2 separate regions of the Sus scrofa genome follow, and region 2 is linked to region 1. A link is a contact called in public HiChIP or PLAC-seq data. All regions are on one chromosome and are shown on one strand. The core of a region is the stretch at or near the end of the contact, and the rest is flanking DNA. Distances in the headings are between cores, read along the strand shown.

Region 1 (5,316 bases), core at 440-2,939:
TTATGAGTTTCAGATATTGTCCAGAAGTCCGATATTTAACTGGATATTCCCAATGGAGTAGAAACATGTGGTCTTTTCTATAAATTTTGAATCTACCAGAGATGTCAGTGCTGGCTTCATTAAGGTAGCACAAAAGTTAAATTCAAAACCAAATGATTTCTTGGTCATTGATCAGCAATGAAATTCAGCCTGTCCACAAAAAAAGAAAACTTCAGCAAGGTGATCATGATAGCAGGTGACCTAAACAGCTGCTTTATAATACATTGAAGTAAGCATTTCTGGGTAACTGGGAAGCAGAAACAATACAAGTCCACATAGAATTAAAGATTAGAATGATGTCATTAAGATGCTGCATTTTGAGAAAGAGTACCAGACACAAACTCAACTGAACCATCTTAATCAGAGAAGCAGATATGGGTTCATCCTTTTTTGAGGTAAGATCTCATGCAAACCATGAAGCAAAGAGATATAACTGCAAAAAGCATCAGACTCCACCCCCAAACCCTTCAGGGCAAACCAGAAGGCAGTCTCCCATCTGTTTATGCTGTAGAAATGGCTGCTGATCCTGCATTGAACTCCAAGACACCTGCACATAGAGATGGTTTCTACCAGGAATATCATCTCTAAAAAACAATTAATACACTTATACTGAAAGGGTTCATCTGGGAGATTTAAATTTCCATACTGTTGCTACTATAATCTAAAGCTTAGACCTCTTCCACTCTGCTGACCCAGGATAAACTTATAGCTAAAAGTTCTATATGCTTAGTTGCATCACCAACTCAGTTGGGCAGCCAGCCCTCCAAGTGACTTAAACACATTTTTTTGAAGCCTTCTTGTTTTCATCTTCTTAGAGGGCTATTTATACCATTTTCAGTGTCCCACCCCCCACCCCCCGCTTTTGGAATTTTAATTTCCTGTAAATGCTTCCCCATTAGAGCATTCCCTAGTGCCATTTTATTCTTGACCCTTTTCAATGCAAAATCCTTAATAAAGACATCAGAAAGGGGAGTGAAGGGCAGTAGAGAGATACCAGGAAAGCTTCTGAATTGTTCTCTGAAATTTTATCATCTAGATGCTGAGGGTGGTCTCTTTGTTAAGAGTTTAGCATCCGCACCTTAATGCCCAACAATTCATATTCCCTCTGGAATCGTAGGGACTCTCTCTGAAAGAGTCTGTTGTCCAGTTACCAGGCCCCATTAGGCATGTTCCCGCCCAGGAGCAGGGCCTGAAAAGAATGTCGGTGCCTCCCTTCAGGTATAGGTGCCTGGGGGTCAGGGGGAGAGGGGAAGGCAAGGGGTGGAGTGGGAGGCGGGTGATCGACAGGGATAGAAACGGTGTCTCCTCCTCCCTCTGAATGTGAAATAGCCAATGAGGTGGCGCGGTCGGGCCGGCCCGGCCGCCAGTGCCATATAGTATGCAGCAACCCGAGGAGTCACGTTGGGGGAACGGCAGAAAGCAGCTATCCTTTTACACTACTTTGCTCTAGCAGCTATCTTAATGGTGACTGCGTGGCCGGGGGGAAACCTGATCGGCCAGATCCAGCCGAAACCGGGAGGGAGGGAGTGGGCTTTCCGGAGGGGGGGAGGGGGGAGGGAGACGAAGAAGGAGGAGTGAGAGAGGGGGAAAGAAAGAGGAAAAGAGTGCGAGGGAGTGAGGGAGGGAGGAAAATAAACAACAAAAAAAAAATGTCCTCTTCCTCCCCCACCGGGCAGATTGCAAGTGCGGCGGATATCAAGCAGGAGAATGGGATGGAAAGCTCCTCGGAAGGGCAGGAGGCACCCCGAGAAGTGGCGGGGGGCGCGACGGCGGGGCTGAGCCCCCCGGCTCCAGCCCCCTTTCCCCTGGAGCCGGGGGACGCCGCGGCCGCCGCCGCCAGGGTGAGCGGAGAGCAAGGGGCAGTATCGGCGGCGGCGGCTGGAGCAGCGGCCGATCAGGTACAACTCCACTCGGAACTTCTGGGCAGGCACCACCACGCCGTGGCCGCCGCCGCCGCTGCTGCGCAGACCCCACTGGCCTTCTCGCCAGACCATGTAGCCTGCGTGTGCGAGGCGCTGCAGCAGGGGGGCAACCTGGACCGCCTGGCCCGGTTCCTGTGGTCCCTGCCCCAGAGCGACCTGCTACGTGGCAACGAGAGCCTGCTGAAGGCGCGGGCGCTGGTGGCCTTCCACCAGGGCATCTACCCTGAGCTCTACAGCATCCTCGAGAGCCACAGCTTCGAATCGGCCAACCACCCGCTGCTGCAGCAGCTCTGGTACAAGGCACGCTACACCGAGGCCGAGCGAGCCCGCGGCCGGCCGCTGGGCGCCGTGGACAAGTACCGGTTGCGCAGGAAATTCCCCCTGCCCCGCACCATTTGGGACGGCGAGGAGACGGTGTATTGTTTCAAGGAGAAGTCGCGCAACGCGCTCAAGGAGCTCTACAAGCAGAATCGCTACCCTTCGCCCGCCGAGAAGCGGCACCTGGCCAAGATCACTGGCCTCTCCCTCACCCAGGTCAGCAACTGGTTCAAGAACCGCCGGCAGCGCGATCGGAACCCCTCTGAGACCCAGTCCAAAAGGTGAGCGCCAACTTTCCTCCTCCTCCCCCTTCCTCTCCCCCACCCCCTTCCCAGCTTTCTTTTCCTCCAAGTGCTCGCAAACATGGCGCTTACCTTCCCCACCAGCTTGGTCCGGCTGCCCACCTCTCCCCGCCCCCTACCTCTCTCCCCGGCCGGGGGGAGGGGGGGCAGCGGTAGCGAGGGGCGGGAGAACCTCACTCTTTACCCTCCCCCACCTCCCCCAAGAAGTTTCTCGTCGCCCGCCTAGGTCTCAATCCCCGCCCCCACCGCGGCTGGTCACTGCTGCCCGGTTTCCCACCCCCATCCCGCTGGCTTTGAAGTTGGCACTCTGTCCCCGGTTCTGGCCGGGCGAAGGGGCTTGTGTAGGCGCCGGAAAGGCAGCTCTCGTGGCCGCCGGCGGCCTACGGAGGTTGCCAGCGCCCGCCGGGGTCTGCACCTCCACTGGGTTACACCGGCCTGGCGCGCGCACGCGCTCCGGGACCCCTGGGGTTCAGCTGCCCGGAGCCTGCGCTGAAGATGACCGTGGCCGCTCTGAGGGAGGGGAAAGTTGGCGGCGGCTGGCGGCGCGGAAAGGGGTCTGGGGACGTCGAGGTTTTATATGACAGAGTTAATCATTCACCCTGCCCGCTGTGGTTCCCTTCGCGGCCGCGGCAACTGTAGGGTGTTGGTGCGGCTCTGCTCTGCGGTGTTTTGAAACCTGATTCTGAACTCCTTAGTCTCGGATTTCAGCGCTGCTGGGGTGGTGGGGCTGGAGGGCTGCTTCCTCAGCCCCGAACACTCGGTGGCTCCCTCCTGGCGGGTGTAGTTGGGGGAGTGGGCGCAGACAAGCCATTGGCGGACAACGGGAAAGGAGTGGGGGCGCTCTCCACTCTGCACCTCCTTGAGCGCCCACCCTGGCGGCTTGGAACTTTTTGACTGCCAGGTGTTTTTTTCCCCAACCGGTAGAAAATACCGGGCTTCCCACCTCTTTTGTGCGTCTTCCTGAGTCAGGCACCTAGTCTCTGTGTCTGTGTGTATTGTTGGGCGAAGTAAAGTAAGGAGAAGGTCGCCTAAAGGGATGGTGTCTCCAGCCCCGCGGGCATAGGAGAGAAAGAATCCAAAAGCAGCTCGAAGGTTCTGTAAAGGGAAGGAATCTGGGAGCCGGGGAGCCCGGCCGGGCGGGGAGAAGGCGATCACCTGGCGCATTCCAGAGCCCGGCGCGGGCCGCTCCTGCCATGCGCTCCTGCGGGGGCCGGAGCGACGGCTCCGGCGTTCCTCGCCCAAGGCAGGGAGGGAGGCTCTGTGCCCGAGCTGGGCTTCCAGGTAACCAAAGCAAGGCGCGCACTGCCACCTGCGTACACCCCGGCGCAGACTTGCGGGGAGACCCAGAGCAGACGCATTAGTAACTCCACGCCACCTGACCCGGCGTCTGCCTGAGACTGCGGGCCCTGTCGCGAACAGAATCCCCGGGGCAAGGGGTAGGGGGCGTGGGGAGCGGGCGCAGACTGCAGCCTCCGCTCCGCCGGCAAGGCGGGTTCCCAGGGTCTGCCTCGCCACACTCTGCCAGCTTCGACCCCCGCCCCCCGCACACACCGCCCCGCCCCCGGCCCAGTTGCCTGGCTGAGGCCCCTCTCCGGATCTACCTCCCACCCGCACCCCCGGTGAGTCACCCTTGCAGACGGCGACGGCGGCTCAGCCTCAGCTCGTAAATCAAAGCGCTTTCTGCGCTCCTGGCCCCGCAGCCCAAAGCCCGGGTAATCCCCTCCCCTCTGCATGAAAGCGAACCGACTGCCGGACACTGCAGGGATGTCGGATCCTCTGCTGGGCTAGGTCCCGCCGCGCTCCAAACTGCCTCTGCCCAACACCCCCCTTTTTTCCCCTCTCTCCCAAGCTCAGACCAAATGGGAAACCCCCACCAATACCCCGCCCCGGATTTGGTATTTCACCCCAAATCGGAAAGCTGAGGAACACAATCCTGTCTGGAACAGAACAGGGCTGAGGGTGCTGGGGAAGGGGCCTGATAGGTACAAGGCCACTGAGTGACCCACACCCTTTACCTCCCACCTCACCAGGACACTGGATGATGTTTGTTAAATAGGCCCCTATGGCTTCCTTTGGATTCAAAGGCGACTGCACATAACAGTTCTTGGGTTGAAAGTGCTTTTCCTACAACAAGGACAGCCACTTTGTTGAATGAGACATTTGTCAGTCTGGTGGAGTAGAAGTTTGGGAGCAGGTGAGAAAATGATTTCTTGTTAACTAACTGGCAAACAAAACTGAGTACTTCCCACCTCCTGCTCCTTTGGCAGTTTCATTTATCTCTGAAATCAGACTAATCTGGATTGGTTTGAGGGGAAGGGAAAGAGTTCCTAACCCAAAAAACTGACCACCTCTTCTGATACGTTTTTTCTATGGTATAGGTAGCAGCATAATTACCAGTAAGAAATAATTTCAATGCTATAAAAAAAGATACATACAATTTTCCTGAAAATCCTGTTAGCTGAATTTACATCTTTCAGACCTCTGGATTTACCCTGAATTTATTAGTAGTAAAGATTATTGAGATATGAGAGTTCATCTTCCCAGAATCCCTGGTCAGAATCTGCTGAAAGGCATCATAGCCAAAACAAAAGATTTCCTGCTGTGCTTTCCTTAAATGCTGCCTTTCGTGGGGTTAGAGGCTGGTTTTCTAAACAAATGGCACTAAGTAGAATGTTGTGGCCCTGACTTTCTGAACATCTTAATCTCCTGCTCTATACAGTGAGTCAGATGGCAAT
Region 2 (5,887 bases), core at 3,178-5,677, 240 kb before region 1:
TGCAAAGACAGAAAAGACCTGACAGATAAAAAGACCAGGAATGATGGGCACAGAGTATTTGTTAATGCCAAAAGAAAAACCTTGTGAAAGCTATTCTGTAATTCATATACTTTTATTTATTGCAATGTAAAATAACTTATTTAATACATGACTGGATTGCACAATAAAGTTCCCAAAATGGAAAACATAATTTAAAAATTATATATATTTTTATATATAAAAACAGGAATCAGGGTGGGGAGCAAAGAAGGCAGTAATAGATCTGGGGAGGTGTTTTTTTTGTTTGTTTGTTTTTGGTTTTTTTTGTCTTTTTGCTATATCTTTGGGCCACTCCCACGGCATACGGAGGTTCCCAGGCTAGGGGTCGAATCAGAGCTGTAGCCACTGGCCTACGTCAGAGCCACAGCGCGGGATCCGAGGAGCCGTGTCTGCAACCTACACCACAGCTCACGGCAACGCCGGAGGATCGTTAACCCACTGAGCAAGGGCAGGGACCGAACCCGCAACCTCATGGTTCCTAGTCGGATTCGTTAACCACTGTGCCACGACGGGAACTCCTGGGGAGGTGTTTTTGAGGAAATGATCACTCTAGGAGAAATGTGATCCAAACGAACGCTTATCTATTACTTCCCCATAACACAAGGTCTGGATCCTTTAAACACCTTGTAGGTGTTTCCTTTAATCTACTTTAACCCAGAAAACCATGTCCTTTGTCGTAGAGAAAGGCGGGTAAGAATGCTAGTGTCCTCCACCCATTCTGTCCTGGGATATTCCCCCGTAGGACTGGGTCTATCCATCCAGACCTTTTGAAATTCTCTACTTCAACCACCTACCTAATAATGATGTATGCCTGCTGGAACTCAGATTGGAGCCAGCCAATCCAATGCATGCAGTCTTAAAGAGCTCTTAAAGTCTTAAAGAGCTGCTTCATCAAATGAATCAGCACAGTATTTTACTCACCAGTCTGAATACACATACTAAGCAGGAGATGAACTGAGTAAGAAGCCAGCAGAGCAACCATCAGCAGCAACAAACTAAAATGTAAAAGAATTCATGGTCAAATCCCCCAAAGGTTTCTTATTTATGCTATCATAAATACAAGGACAAAATTTTTTTCACATCCAAATATTCACAGGGACTGTCTCTGAGTAGTTGGATTATGATCATTAAAGAAAATAAGAAGATACTTTCTGTATTCACCAAAATTTATTCAAATGAAAATATACTGCTTTGAAATTTTTTAAAAAATCAGAAAAAAACTTCACTTAAAACAAATTTCCTTCTTTAGCCCTCTTGTCTGCTGTCTGCTGGCTCAGCCAATTATTTTGCAATGTATCCCTTTTATTATCTCTCCTTATTCTAAGTCTAAAGGGACATTTCAGTTGTTAAATATCATTGTCTTCTTTTTCCTTTCTTCGTTTCTTGTCCTTCCAATGATGTATACCTCTTTAGCATACCTTCACCTATAATTGTGAATTAACACTGCAATTCCTAGCATCTGTTAAACCCACACACTCACCAAACTAAACCAGAAACATGCAGTTAACACATTTCTAACGATGCCATTTGGAAAATGTGCAATGTAATAATTGAGGTCCTCTCACCAAAAGTGTGAACAGAAACAACATGCATAGCCCCCTACTTATTCTCAGGAAGATACTGGTAGAACAAGCTTCTAGAAAGCTGTCCCCAGTGGAGTCCCCTCCAAGCTGAAGAAATACTATGGTTGTAGTCTACTTAATACTTGCTAATAAGTAACAGAACAGAGAAGTGAAAGTACACTTGTCAACTGACTCAGGAAACCTGACAAAATAACAGTTTGACATCACAAAATGGAAACTGTGATAGGATTCAGCAAGCACACATTCAGTAGTACACATCTACATATAAGACCCTTTATGGATTTTAAAATATAATTTTTCAAAGGGGACTAAAATATAAATCCTCTGATAATGTCTTGCCTAAGGTGTCACACAGGTTTGAAGTTTTAAAACTATGAAAGTTTGTGAATATATTCCATAATAAAAGCAAGTTGGGTTACTTAAAATTGGTTTGCTAATCAAGAAAATCAAAACAAGGAGTTCCCATTGTGGCTCAGTGGGTTAAGGACCCCAAGTTGCCTCTGTGAGGATGCATATTAGATTCGCTCAGTGGGTTAAGGATCTGATTCAGGTGTTGCCGCAAGCTGCGGGTGTTTAGGTCGCAGAGGTGGCTCAGATCTGGTGTTGCTGTGGCTGTGGCATAGGCCAGCAGCTGCAGCTCTGATTTGACCCCTAACCTAGCAACTTCCATATGCTACAGGTATGGCAATAAAAATAGTTTTTTTAATTCAAAATAAGAGCAAAAATGAACCTAAATGAAACTCTCTACGTATCTTAAGTTTCCTAGAAAAAGAGGTCTGCTTCTGCTGACAAAACAAACTTGTTCATTCATTCTATTAAGCATGGTGCTAGATGCTAAGGATAAGGTATAGTCCTAAAGGATTTCAGAGTTTAGTGGGGAACCTAACTTGCAAACAAATTATTACAATATATTATAATTAAAGAACAAATATACAAATGGAATATGAGCTGAGACTTAAAAGATGAATAACTGAATATATGTCCAGCCTCAGAGGATGAAACAAGACTACTTAACAGTAAGAAGAAAGGAGTTGGGGAGAAATGAAAAGATTATGTCCTTTATTTGCACTCACAAAATTGCTATTTATTATTAATCTGCATGGCTGATAAACTCTGATTTACTTTGGCCAACTTAACACAACAAATAAGCCACTTCTTAAGGTTATAAATGTGTGGATCAAGTTTCCATTTTTTAAAATTAGCTACACTTTGGATAAAAAAAAATACAGGTTATGTAGCATCCCTCCAAGCTACAGACTAGCAGCAATATAAAAGTTAAGAAGAAAATGTTAAAAGCCCAGAAATAACTAGAAATTGTATAGTACCAGCTTCTGCAGCCTATCTCTTTGCTTATTTTGAACTATCAAAATTAAGGGGGGAAAAAAGTAATGGTAAAATAAGAAAATAACTCACCTAAATCCAAGAATGCCAGTGTGAGCCATAACATAAGCTAAGCCAAGGATGCCACTTCCCATGATGGCATTCATCAAATTAAACACTGAGAAACCAAATGAAACACCTGGGGATCCCTGTCTGTGAAGTTCCTGTAAGCACACAAATTTAATAGAGTCAAATGTTTGAATGGTGAGGTTCAAATTTCATCAAGAAATGACAGACAATGGAGGATATCTGCAAACCAGACACATGATGTGACATACCAGGGGCTCAACCAGCAACCCAGCACTGGTTTCCTTTCCTTCCCTCCTCACCTCCCCTTAGTGCAGCACCAGGAATTTGGTTTCCTAGGAAAATCAACTCCAAGCACAGAAACCAGGTCGGCTTCTGAAAAGTCATGACTAACCTTGTGACTGCAAAAGATGAAGATAGGGTAAAATGGGGGTGGGGACAGAGAGCAGGAACATGGCCCCAAGCTCACATGATTACTGAAGAATCCCTGAATCAGCATGGGGTTACTGTAGACTTCTGCTGCTCCTCAATGACTAGGACAGCAAAATTAATCTCTATTTATATACTTAATGAATTAAGTCTGCCCAACGGGAAGGATGGTCAGGAACACCTGACAATGATGATACAGTAAATAGCGATTCACGTTGCTCTGGCGAGGACACTATGGAATACTAAACAGTATGGAATACTAAAACAGTATTTGGGAACAAAGTCCTAGAAACTGACTTAAGTTAAAAGTTGAGTGCACAGGCTTTAGGGTCAAGGGAAGTACTATGTACCTACTATCAGGCCACCTCTACTCCTTCACCATTAAGGATCTCTGCATTAAGTTATTTACAGGTCCCCAGTGACTAAGCTGGGAAAAGAAAAATCTTGTGACTCTTGCACAAAGCTCAAACGACTGGTGAAGGAAACGAGAAGCCGAGAAACCAACAAAGATGCTAAAAAACAGCAGGGAGTTACATAATCCTGGGGCTACTCCTTTAAGTGGGGTCACCAGCCTCCAACTCGCCGCTGCACCTCTTCACCTGAGCCTGCACCTCTACTTCAGCTGTTCTTTCTAGCACAGGTTAGGCTCCTATGACACTCATTAAGTCCGCCAGATCTCGGAATCTCGGCTGCTGCCTTTGGGCCCCATGCCCTAAGCCTCTTCCTCCTCCCTTCGCCTTCCCCTTTCTTTTCTCCGTCGTATTTGGCAGGAACATCAGAAAAGTGCCGGGACTCGAGTTGTGCTAACTTACGTTGCTTAGCAACGGGCTTAACTCTTCCGCCTCTGCTTCTTCTATCTGCTGGGTAGAGACAAACCAGCCCGGCTCCGCACTGATGGTCCCCCACGGCGCCTCCATGCTGCTTGCTGGCCGACGACCCAGTCCATCTACCAGCTACCACCACTGCTCTCCCGGCCAGAGTCGCGCCAGAGGCGGGGCTGCATTCCCGGCCCTTCCGGGTGCCTATACCTCACTAGGGCGGGGAAGGAAGAAGGTAATCGACGCGATCTGATGACGCTCGCCCTTCGGCGACGAACATTGATGTTGTCATCGAGGGCCCGCCTCTCCGTCGGCGACCCATTTCCGAGCCGCAGCAGAGCATGAGGTGAGGGGTTGGTCTGGGAGGCAGCTGCTGAGCGACGCCGGTAAATGGGATGGTGACGTTGATGAGATGGTGGCCGCTACACCTTTGATATTTCGAAGGGGCTGAGGGCGTGTTGTCGGTACCGGTCAGCTCAGGGCGGCTTTCCGCTTTGCGCTGCCTAGGCGAGGTCACCCACCGCCCGGGTGCCCTGCCAAGCCTAGGTCTGAGTACAGTACCAGGGAGTGTGGAGTCTCTTTCATCTTTTCAAAAGCTTTCTGATAGAACTTTAGCCATATTTTTACACATGTAAAGCCGAGACTCACATCAAGTAATTTACCCAAAGTAAATTACACATCTGTTTACCTGCTAGACCCAATTTGAACCCTGGCTATAAATTTTGACAGTTGCTTTATAGGGTTACCAGACGGGACCCTTTCCTTTTACAGTTACTTCTTCGGTAACAAAATGAATAACTGATACTGTTAATGGAATATGAGTATAACACTTAACAGGCCTCATCCTCAAAATACTGAAACCTCTAGTTATGGGCAGGAGTTGTGGCAGTAAAACTTCGAAGACAACATAGAAGTATATTAAGAATACCAGGCCCTGGAATTTAATCCTTGCTCAGCCACTTGGCAGGAACGGGAATTTGGGCCAATTAACCTACCCTTGAGCTTTAGTTTACTCATTTACAAAATGAGAATGTGATACCACGCACACCTCTCAAGGATTGATAATGTATGTAAAGCACCTGACCTAATAGGAATCCACAAGAATTTCCTTTTAAATATTGCCATTGGTAAGGTCATAAATATTGTGACCATTTCATTTAGTGGTGATTCTTAAACTTCAGCCTTCCAATCCCAAACATGTTCTATAGAAAATTGTGGTTGGGAAGGTCCATTGACTGAACGAAGGGTGATGGATCACAAAGCCCTAGTCCTGGCAACACATGGGTAGAAGGTGCACTTTTATTATTTACCACCATTAAAGGTCATCCTGTCCTGGAAATGATAGTATTCTTCTCACACACCACTAAAAGTTTTAATCATCAGCATTCACCCATTATTTAAAACAATTTAAAATTTTATTCCCCAAACTTATTGTGAACATGTTAAGTTAGTGTGTAGCTTTATGGTATTTGTTTTAAAAAATACTTTTTTTTTAGGATCTTATGGAGGCCATTTGGATTTGGATTCTCAAGAAGACATCTCAAAGTGGAAAGCTGTGGAATAACTGAATCAGAATCATCGATTCCACTAGCTTGGGTGTCATTGATACAG

The links. HiChIP or PLAC-seq counts read pairs in DNA pulled down with a chosen protein or histone mark.
Region 2: a contact with region 1 is called in an H3K27ac HiChIP or PLAC-seq map of skeletal muscle. The contact joins the promoter of SLC38A6 here to the promoter of SIX4 in region 1. A contact is called at or near these places in 7 of 47 Hi-C or Micro-C datasets (embryonic fibroblasts, epiblast stem cells, fetal skeletal muscle and 3 more) and 2 of 2 datasets of contacts at active chromatin or transcription factors (alveolar macrophages and skeletal muscle).

The regions. Positions count from the first base shown.
Region 1 is chr1:189,678,751-189,684,066 of Sscrofa11.1, reverse strand. SIX4 (SIX homeobox 4) reads left to right here and starts at 1,689. Exons shown (of 3, transcript NM_001244614.1): 1 at 1,689-2,560; 2 at 5,301-5,316. The coding sequence starts at 1,689.
Region 2 is chr1:189,921,925-189,927,811 of Sscrofa11.1, reverse strand. SLC38A6 (solute carrier family 38 member 6) reads right to left here and starts at 4,427. Exons shown (of 16, transcript NM_001267849.1): 1 at 4,271-4,427; 2 at 3,036-3,166; 3 at 961-1,034. The coding sequence starts at 4,375. It overlaps TRMT5 (tRNA (guanine(37)-N1)-methyltransferase), which reads left to right and starts at 4,504. Exons shown (of 5, transcript XM_003121846.4): 1 at 4,504-4,622; 2 at 5,773-5,887. The coding sequence starts at 4,618.